Regions from separate parts of the Danio rerio genome. Here region 1 is linked to region 2. Evidence: chromatin contacts called from public Hi-C data. All regions are on one chromosome and are shown on one strand. Each heading gives the region's core, a stretch centred on a gene start, on an enhancer-like site or on the middle of the called end of the contact. The rest is flanking DNA. Distances are from core to core; before and after follow the strand shown. Region 1 overlaps atp2a2b (ATPase sarcoplasmic/endoplasmic reticulum Ca2+ transporting 2b). Region 2 holds the start of ube2g1b (ubiquitin-conjugating enzyme E2G 1b (UBC7 homolog, yeast)).

Region 1 (4,585 bases), core at 1,054-3,553, 46 kb after region 2:
ACTACACTCAAAAAACTGATTGCTGCTTATTTAAAGTACTTATTTAAAATGAACTTTTTTGGGGGACAACTTAATTGTTTTATGTTCAATCCACTTAAATCTGTAAAAACTAACAAGTTACTCCGTTCTTGTTGTCCCAACATAAATCCATTGTGTGAAACCCAGAATTGTTTTTCAGTGTAGTAAACTGTAAGATGAATTGCTATCATGACATGTTTTTTAAAACTCCCCTTTACTTTCGTGTTTGTAGGGTACCAATATTGCTGCAGGCAAAGCAGTGGGAGTAGTGGTCGCCACAGGTGTAAACACTGAAATCGGTAAAATCCGTGATGAAATGGCATCCACCGAGCAGGAGCGCACACCCCTACAGCAGAAACTGGACGAGTTTGGTCAGCAGCTCTCCAAAGTCATCTCCCTCATCTGCATCGCAGTGTGGATCATCAACATCGGACACTTCAATGACCCTGTTCATGGCGGCTCCTGGGTCCGTGGGGCTGTTTACTATTTCAAGATCGCAGTTGCGCTGGCTGTGGCCGCCATCCCTGAAGGCCTGCCTGCCGTCATCACCACCTGCCTGGCTCTGGGTACTCGGCGTATGGCGAAGAAGAATGCCATCGTTCGTTCTCTGCCCTCAGTGGAGACTCTGGGCTGCACCTCTGTCATCTGCTCCGACAAAACCGGCACTCTTACCACCAACCAGATGTCTGTTTGCAGGGTAAGAATTTTTGTTTTTCATGGCTGATTCTGATTGCTGAATTTTTTTATTTATTTTATTTTATTTATTTTTTTTACAAGCATGTTGGAAGAGTCCGATAGAGATTTTTTTCCCTCTTTTGTTTTTATTTACTTTTTACATGAATTAGATTGTTAAACAAAAAAAAATTTCTGAAAAAACTTTCTTCTTGCTGAAGAAAATTGCTTATTATTTTTACCAGTAGGTGGCGTTTGTAGAACAGCAGGGATAGCATCGTTTCTTTGGTTAGAGTTATAAGCTGCCAAAGCGCCGGTATTTTTATATGCATTAAATGGAGATCATCTAATCATTTTTGAAGAGAGTGAGTTTCTTTTAAACCTTTTTTTTAACGCGCCATGTTTAAAACTGCTCTTAGTGAAATTGGCACTTTTGTTCTGGTGTCTGGAGCTTCTGGTTACTGTAAACTCGTCATGGTGACACTCAAGCACAAAATTCTGGCCAGGCACACATTCCTAATGATGACGATGTTGTTGAGGCAGGATTATTGTGGAGCTGCTCGATTTCATTAGTGTGAACACAAAGAGCTGTATGATATATGCAACGGACTAACATTTTTAGTCCGTCCGAAAGTTGTTTTGGAGAGGAATTGGAGATCAAACAATATCTGTCAGAAGCAGAAAGTTTGCAGTACCAGTTTGTGTACCGGGAAATTTATGTTTTTTGTTAAGTGTCATGAAGTGATTCTGCGCATCCACTTTGGTCTTCGAAAGTGAAATTTGTTTGGGTATAAATGCAAAACAAAGCATTGATAATAGCGAGAGATTATCCTGGTGCAAAAGGCTTTATTCGTAAAATCTTTACAATTGTGAAAACGGCATAAAATCGCAGAAGTATTAATGAACAATGATCAATAAACAGCAAAAATCAGTCCAAGGCACTCGAAAAATGTGGAAAAATATATTAAAAAGCCTTTATTGAATTGGCTATTTATTAAAACGGTGCCTAATTGTTTTGGAAAGCACTTGCCTTCATTAGGGTAACACCTTTATTCTGATGAATCCTTGGCTCAAAGAGCATCGACACATTATTGAAGGTACCTATAAGCATTTTTTTGTTTGATTTTTGGATTTTTATACAAGAACAATGGACAATAATTGTATTAAAATGAATGCAGAAAAATACTTCAGTACAGTACATCATGCCTGCTCCATCTTTGACCTGTTAACACAGTTTACACACTGCTGTAAAATCAGTGCAGAGCAGTTTGTGTACAATCTGGAACGAAAATCGGCCGAATTAAAAAGCCCCCCAAAAAAAATACTTAACACTCATTTGTAAAAAAAAAACAAAAAAAACAAAGTGCAATAGTGATTTCTGTGTGGTAGATCAGTGCATCTCTTGTAAGGACTCTGGAAATGTTTCCCCAGATTGAAATGAGCAGCCCATCAAAGAGGAAGCAATAACTTGCAACCCTCAGCTATTATAAATTATGTTTAGCCTATAATTTCATTCTTTGGCAACAGAGTCTGTTATTGTTTAGAAATTTTCAGGCTGAGGTTCAGCCAAGAACCGAGAGCGATATCACTGCATAGAAAGCAACACATCAATAAAGACACATTCATGATGATTCTGTCACTACGTGACTTACTCTGGCCTCAGATGGAAACCGTTAAACTGCAGCTTTGATATTAGCATGATTAATCATTTTGTTTTGTTTTGATTTGGTGTTCCTCATGACCTCTTGTTAAGACCACCCCTGCTAGCGTCTCTGTGTTGTTTTTCTGTTTGACAGGATTCATTTCAAAGGGTGGTGACATGGTTTATTTCTCTTTCCCCCCCTTACTGAATCCCTGTATGCTTTTCTCTTTTAATCTTTTGTCATCGCCTTCATCTGCTCTTGTCTCTCTGTTCTTCAGCACCTCTACTGCGAGAGCTGATCAGTATGCTCTAGTCAGTTACTTGCAGTAGTGTTGCATAACTGACCTTGTGTGTGTGAGATTTGTCTATGATCCTCAGCAGTGCCTTCACTGTGGGCTGTACTGTATGTGCACAAAAAATGAATGTGCATGCTGCTGATATCAATCCGTTTTCAGCATGGGGAAAGGGTAAACTTAGAACCCAGTTTGTTTGTCTTTTTAATAGCAGTTGTTTAAAATAATATTCCGCTTGATTTATTCTGTGAATGCTCAAACCTTTAGTTTTTCCCTTAAATGTCCCGGTTTGCATCGACAGACCGAAAATAATAACACACTGTGGGACGGATGTAGCTAAGATAAACGGTCTTGTCATCTCTAGCTGTATTAAACCTGAACTCATTTTAATTGGTTCGCTCATCCCGCTTTATTTCCATGAATGATATCTTTAATGAAATTTCTAAGAGATTATATTTAGTGGTTGTCTGACATTTGAATTTTTTATATTCATGCTCAGAACAGAGCTTGTATATTGTTATACAGTGCTCAGCAAAATTAAGTACACCCCATTTTGAAAAGGAATATTTCGATCCATTTCTCAGTGAATATGGGCAGTGTATTTTGGTGCATTTAAACAAAACAGATTTACAAATTATATTTTAGTCACCAAAAATATTTAGAAATTGAAAGATAATGCAATTTAATTCAAGCAAAATATTGCAAAAACAAATTGCAACCTACAAAATTTTGAGTTTTTAAATATTTTTGTATCTGTTGAATTTTTTTTTTTTTTTTTTTCCCTCTTATAAATTTGTATTTAGAATTTTTCTATAACATATACATTTGGGTGAACTTTTTTTTTGGACAGTTATCAAGTTATGTTGTTAGATTAGCTCTAGATTTTACTTCAGTACTGACTAATCTAATGTATATGCACAAATATAATATTGTATAGCTTCCTTTTAAAAGTATGACTTTAAAAGCGATTTTTGAGGGGTGTCCTTATACTGTATATGCTGAGCACTGTATGTGTAACAGAAACTGACATTCTAGACTAGATATAAACTGTTTGGAAATAATTAATAATAAACAATTATATGAATAAACCTTTATTCTTTCGATTTTCGATTGATTGGGTGAACATTTATAACATGAGTTTGTTAGATAAAATAAGTAAACCAGTGATTTGCATTCTCTGTGTTTTCAAAATAATAATGTTGTAAAAATAAGATATTTTTTAACACTTACTTGCAAACAGAAAATAAAAATCACAATATTTTGATAATTAAAAACATAATGGCTTTTTCTATGTACAGTATAGGTTGGCTACTGATCTTTTTATTTTATTATTATTTTTATTTGGCGGGTGACGAATATGGGTAAAATATAGTCTTATGCATTTATATATTACGGCATTTTTCCAAAAAATGGTAAGTTTGCATTTTCAAGACCCCAAACGTTGTGCTGTTGTGTAGATGAACAGTGAAAACACATCACGTTTTCTATTTTCAATTTAAAAAGTAGTAATGTAAACTAAGCATTGGATGATAACCTTTTAAAAAAGTCAAGGTTTTAAAACCACCAAAATGTTCTGCTATACTGTTCCTATGGTATATGTCAGATTTTTGATTTGTTTCTTTGGACAACAGTATCTCCAGCAGAAAAGATATCCAAAGATGTGTTTTAAATTGTAAAGAAATGTGTAATTTTGGAACAAATGAAGACAGCAGAAGTCAATGATTCGTTTGAATTATTTAGCCGGACATGTTTACTGTTCCAGAATATCATAAATGTTTCTGAAATTAAAATATATTCTGCTCAAAGGGGAAAAAGTAGTTGTTTTTTACCCAGACAGAATATAAAAAGAATATATTTTAGAGCATCGATCACAATACTGTGTAACTGTGATATTTTTATCCAGGGTTATCATACCGTCAGAATCAAATACCGGCCCATGCCTAGTGTAAATGCCGCCTCT
Region 2 (4,717 bases), core at 1,089-3,588:
ATAACAAAAATTGCGATAATGAGTGCGGTGGCTAACAACAGTGACAAGATAGTAAAAGGATTTAAGGAAGGATGTTGCCCGAGTGGCTTTTTGGTTTCTTTTCTTGTGCATCCCAGCCACTAGCTCCCTTTTTGAAAGATTTTTTAGCAAAGTAGGTAATGTAGTCATTCATCTTCACAATTTGTAATGTTGCAGTATGTATTTGAACAATGATGGCTGGTTCCTTTACTTGAAAGCTAAAATTTGATTATCTTTATTTCTTTTGTTTACAGAGTTTGAGGTTTACTGTATCATTATTATTCACACCTTACAGATGTTTATCTACCTCAAAGTTTGCTTTGATTGTCAGTATTTACACCTTACCATCACATACACTTTATGAAATATTATCTATCAAGTCTCTATAACACTTATATATAAAGAGATCACATATTTTGTTTAAATATTTTTGATTTTTTGACTATTAAACCTAATTGAATTAGTAATGTTGATACAATAAAATAAAGTGGTTAAAATAAAAATCCTAATAGTCCTAAATGGTTTGTTAAAAAATATTTAATAATTATCAATATAGAATGATATGAAACATGATAAGTTGCTTTCTATAGATAATTTAATAAAAATAAAAAAAATGTTAAAAAATGGGTGAAACAGTGTTCTGTTTTATATCAGTGTAACAGGATGTAATGATTCACCTGAATCGCGATTCCAATTTAAGGTGAAGAGCCCTTTAATTTTTTTCTTAAATGCTGCACATTTTTTGCAAAATGATATATTTTCTGCCATAACTAAATTGTTATTTTAAAAAGAAATTCAAAAATAATAATAAAACAAACTAAAGAAGACCCTTTGATAGGAACAAACTAAAACTGTGTCTGTGTTGAGATTTTCCTTTTTTTTTTTAATATCAGCATATCTATGTTTTCTGGCATAAGCTGAAGTCCTTGCACATTTACAATGTCCCCAGCTAAAAACTCTTTAGGGGTTGAGATAACCTTTCCTTAACCACAGAGCGGGGTCTACAGAAGTGGTCAATAGGCCCTCTAATCCAGGGGACTGGCTACTGGAAAAAAACTATAATAGGATAGAGACAGGAGTTGAACATGATTATGAAGGTGAATAATTATTATTATTGTAACATATTTAAATAAATGAAACAACATTCTGGCATTTGAATATGTAATTGTCTTTCTTTTTAATGACTTAAAAAAGTATCACTGACAATTAGCTACAATTTTGTGGTTTAAAGAATTAGGACGAAATAAAAATATAGAAAAAGATCACTCAATTTCTCTGCATTAATGCATTTCATAATATAACAAATAAACTTAAATGTTTTGAGCACTTTTATATTCAATTATTAACAAAAGAAAATCTCATTGACTTTGCTTAAAAGTGAAGAAATCTGTATTTGGTGGATTATTCCTGATTTCCAAATCACAGTAAACAAAACATTTGTCATTTTGACCAATTGTCAATTTCTCCCAAAAATAAATAAATAAACTCTAAATGGCAGTTTATTGATCAGAGATTTTTATCACAAACTTTATAGAATAAAACAAATATTAGCATCTCACGTAAACCCATTCTTTATTAATGAAGTGAATCTGAAAACTTTAGCGTTCTCTTATTTTATATTCCATTGTGATCACATGTATAAACAAAAACAAAATGATATTACTTTTATATAAGATGTGTAAGTACTAATATACATATAATATGTAATATAGTTAATAACCTTAATTTGTTTCAGAAGGTTAATAATTTCTCCATTACATACTAACACGTGTCAACTAATGCTAAAACCAGCTTAGCTTTCACCATTTATTACCACTGTTTATTTAAATACATAAAAAAATATGTTCTAATTTTTTATTACTACCTTACATAAATTTCCAAAGACTAATGATCAACATGTTTATACCTGACCAACTTATTCAACTAGCATGCTAGCAAACCCTTCTGACCTTATTACTTTACAAGTGGAAATACGAAGCCTACATGCTCTTACACAAACACTAACCCTGTAAGTTTCATTACACACTATGTAATCTTGTTAAAAAGTACAAACAGAACCGATAAACATCATTTATAACACATAATAAATATAAATCGTGCTATTCACGCTAACAGTTAGCCACTTACCTGCTAGCTGTTTTCGCAGAAGCAGGGCCGATTGCTCAGTCATTTTATTTCAACTAATGTTAACTAAATAAATAATATCTTATTAACTACTGAATAAAGTCACAGAATTAAATGCTGGGAAGTCAGAGTTGTTGGACACGCAGCTTTTGGACAGTGTGTGTGTGAGATCTACTTCACATGCGCCGAGAACGGATACATGTGATACTGGCACTGACCTCAAGGCTGTGTGTCACTAGGTAGATATACCTACTACAGCAGTTTTGGACTTCTAATTGGGCGCTTTCCCGGTTATGACGCTAAACACTGTTGTCTATGTAGGTCGCTCATTAGGATTTGAAGCACAGCCAAAACAGACAGCTCCACTTTTGTTGATCATTCTGCTGAAAATCTATAATATACGTTCAGTTACAGGTGTCACGTTTTAATTTCAATAATAAAATATAGATTTACTTTGTAAATGATGAATATTTTGTGGTAATGGTAGAAGCCATGTAGTAAATTTCCTTAACGTTAGTGTTTTCCTGTGACTCCCAATGAATTTTCTATTGTTTTCTTTGTAATTAAATATCGTTTCCTTAAGTAGAGATGTAACTTGGATTCATATGCCCATAATCAGTCTAGCTGATACATGTGTGGTCAAATTCGTTTTTCACAGTCTAAAAATAACACATCTATCGCTCTCTTTTTTGTCTTCAAAATTTTGTCTTGTTTTAATTTTTTTAGTGCATTTTTTTAGGAAATATTTTTAGTACATCAAAAAGTGTGGTTATGATGACATCTGACTAGTTAATCCAGTAAAAAAAATCACTAAATTGCAGTATTTAAGTCTTATAGTATCAATTGGTTAATATTTTATTCATAACCCACAGTAAATAAAAAAATAGTAGTTAATAGTTACATAAAAAGCAACAACATGCAAAAAGACCTCCGCCTTTACTTTTTTTCATAGGATTGTGTATTAGATTAGATATGTTAGATTAACAACAAAGATTGATATTATAGCACCAGGTTAAACTTTCTGACTCCTTTATGGTAATCAAATACATTGAAAATAAATACTATAATCTGATGTAAGAGAAGTCTTCTTTCACTGTATTGTTTTTAAACAGAGAAAACATGTACAGGTAACTGTATTCTAAATCTTGGACCTTATTTCTGAAATAAAAATGAGCAGTAAAAAGATGTGAAGCACCAGAAGCGGACCATATTAAATTAATTTGAAGATATTTTGGCTATTGTTGATATCTAGGAATGATTTAAATATACTTTTTTTACCAAAGAGACCAGAAAAATTCTGCAGAATTCATTATAATTAATTTATTTATAAGTCGTTTTCTGTCTAATAAATGATAATGGGCTACAGATTTCTTACTTTAAAACTTTAACAGATTGCTATTTTTTCCTAATATTATATGATGTAATAAATTTGTATTTAAAAAATTTGTCTCATTTAAATTTTTTATTGCAATTTTTTAGGAAATATTTTTAGCATATCAGCAAAAAAAAAAAATAATCCAGCAAAAAAAATCACTAAAATTCAGTATTTAAATCTCATAGTTAAATTAAAACTGTGGCATATAAGTGCAAAAAGGTCCACTTATTGAGAAAAAAAGAACCACCCCTTTCACCAGGCTGGCTAAAGGCCTGAATGTATATTCCAACAAAGAATCTTTATTTTACTTTGTTTTACAAGGAACTGAAAAATTACTTTTGTACTACTCAGCAATAGAAAGACCATTTAAACTGTTCATTTGTGCTCTAGTTTAAAATGTTTCGATAAATGTAAAGGTCCTGCTTGTTTGTAATTGCAAGAATTTTATTTAATTGTTTATACTCTTGTTTTTTGTATTTATTTTTTGTGATGTTATTATTATTTTCCTTCTATCACCCTGGCATTATTTTGTTAACTATATTGTCCCGTATCTTTTGTTTAAAGCATATATAAAAAATATAGAATAATATATTGTCACCTTGGAATCATAAAGTTCTTTCTGCGTTCTGGATGATTTTGAAATAATGAGTATCAAAGTTTTTGCATTCCATAGCAAACAGTGTGTGTGTGTAACAATTGTTTTTTAAATAAAAAGTCCTAAAATGTAAACAACATCACATCATGTAAATAAGTTTTCATTTAATAAATATATGTTAATAACTCTGTTTTGACAAAAATTATACTAAAAAGGTAACGTTATGTTGGGTTGTTATGTTGAATATAAGTTATGAATATAATAATATTTGAAAACCCCTATTTAATATAATAAAACACATAATTACTAAGTTACTAAAACATATAATAAAATATAATGTAAAAAGTAAACATTAGTATAAAGACTCCTATTTTCAATTTTAAACAGTCTTTGGAATAATAATAATAATACGGCATTGCATCAAATTAATTTTACGTTATAAAATGTAAAGGTTTACTATTATATTTTATTAATTATATTATATTATATTATATTATATTATATTATATTATATTATATTATATTAATTATATTATATTATATTATATTATATTATATTATATTATATTATATTATATTATATTATATTATTCATTAATTTTCTT

Evidence for each region. A called contact is a pair of places that touch in the nucleus more often than the background predicts.
Region 1: a contact with region 2 is called in a Hi-C map of skeletal muscle, with 4 times the contacts expected there. The contact joins the enhancer-like site here to the promoter of ube2g1b in region 2. A contact is called at or near these places in 6 of 18 Hi-C or Micro-C datasets (caudal fin, embryo, gastrula embryo and 3 more) and 2 of 4 datasets of contacts at active chromatin or transcription factors (caudal fin and embryo).

The regions. Positions count from the first base shown.
Region 1 is chr21:18,508,443-18,513,027 of GRCz12tu, forward strand. atp2a2b (ATPase sarcoplasmic/endoplasmic reticulum Ca2+ transporting 2b) reads left to right here. Exons shown (of 19, transcript NM_001030277.1): 7 at 251-715. Among named protein-coding and RNA genes, the nearest start is that of bcr, 21 kb to the right of the region's middle. Within about 2 kb of position 2,304, at least 6 of the 62 cell types and tissues checked have an H3K27ac peak or open chromatin away from gene starts, as enhancers often do. A contact at or near this core is called in skeletal muscle, where this site is marked.
Region 2 is chr21:18,462,249-18,466,965 of GRCz12tu, forward strand. It overlaps ube2g1b (ubiquitin-conjugating enzyme E2G 1b (UBC7 homolog, yeast)), which reads right to left and starts at 2,339. Exons shown (of 5, transcript NM_213530.1): 1 at 2,146-2,339. The coding sequence starts at 2,188.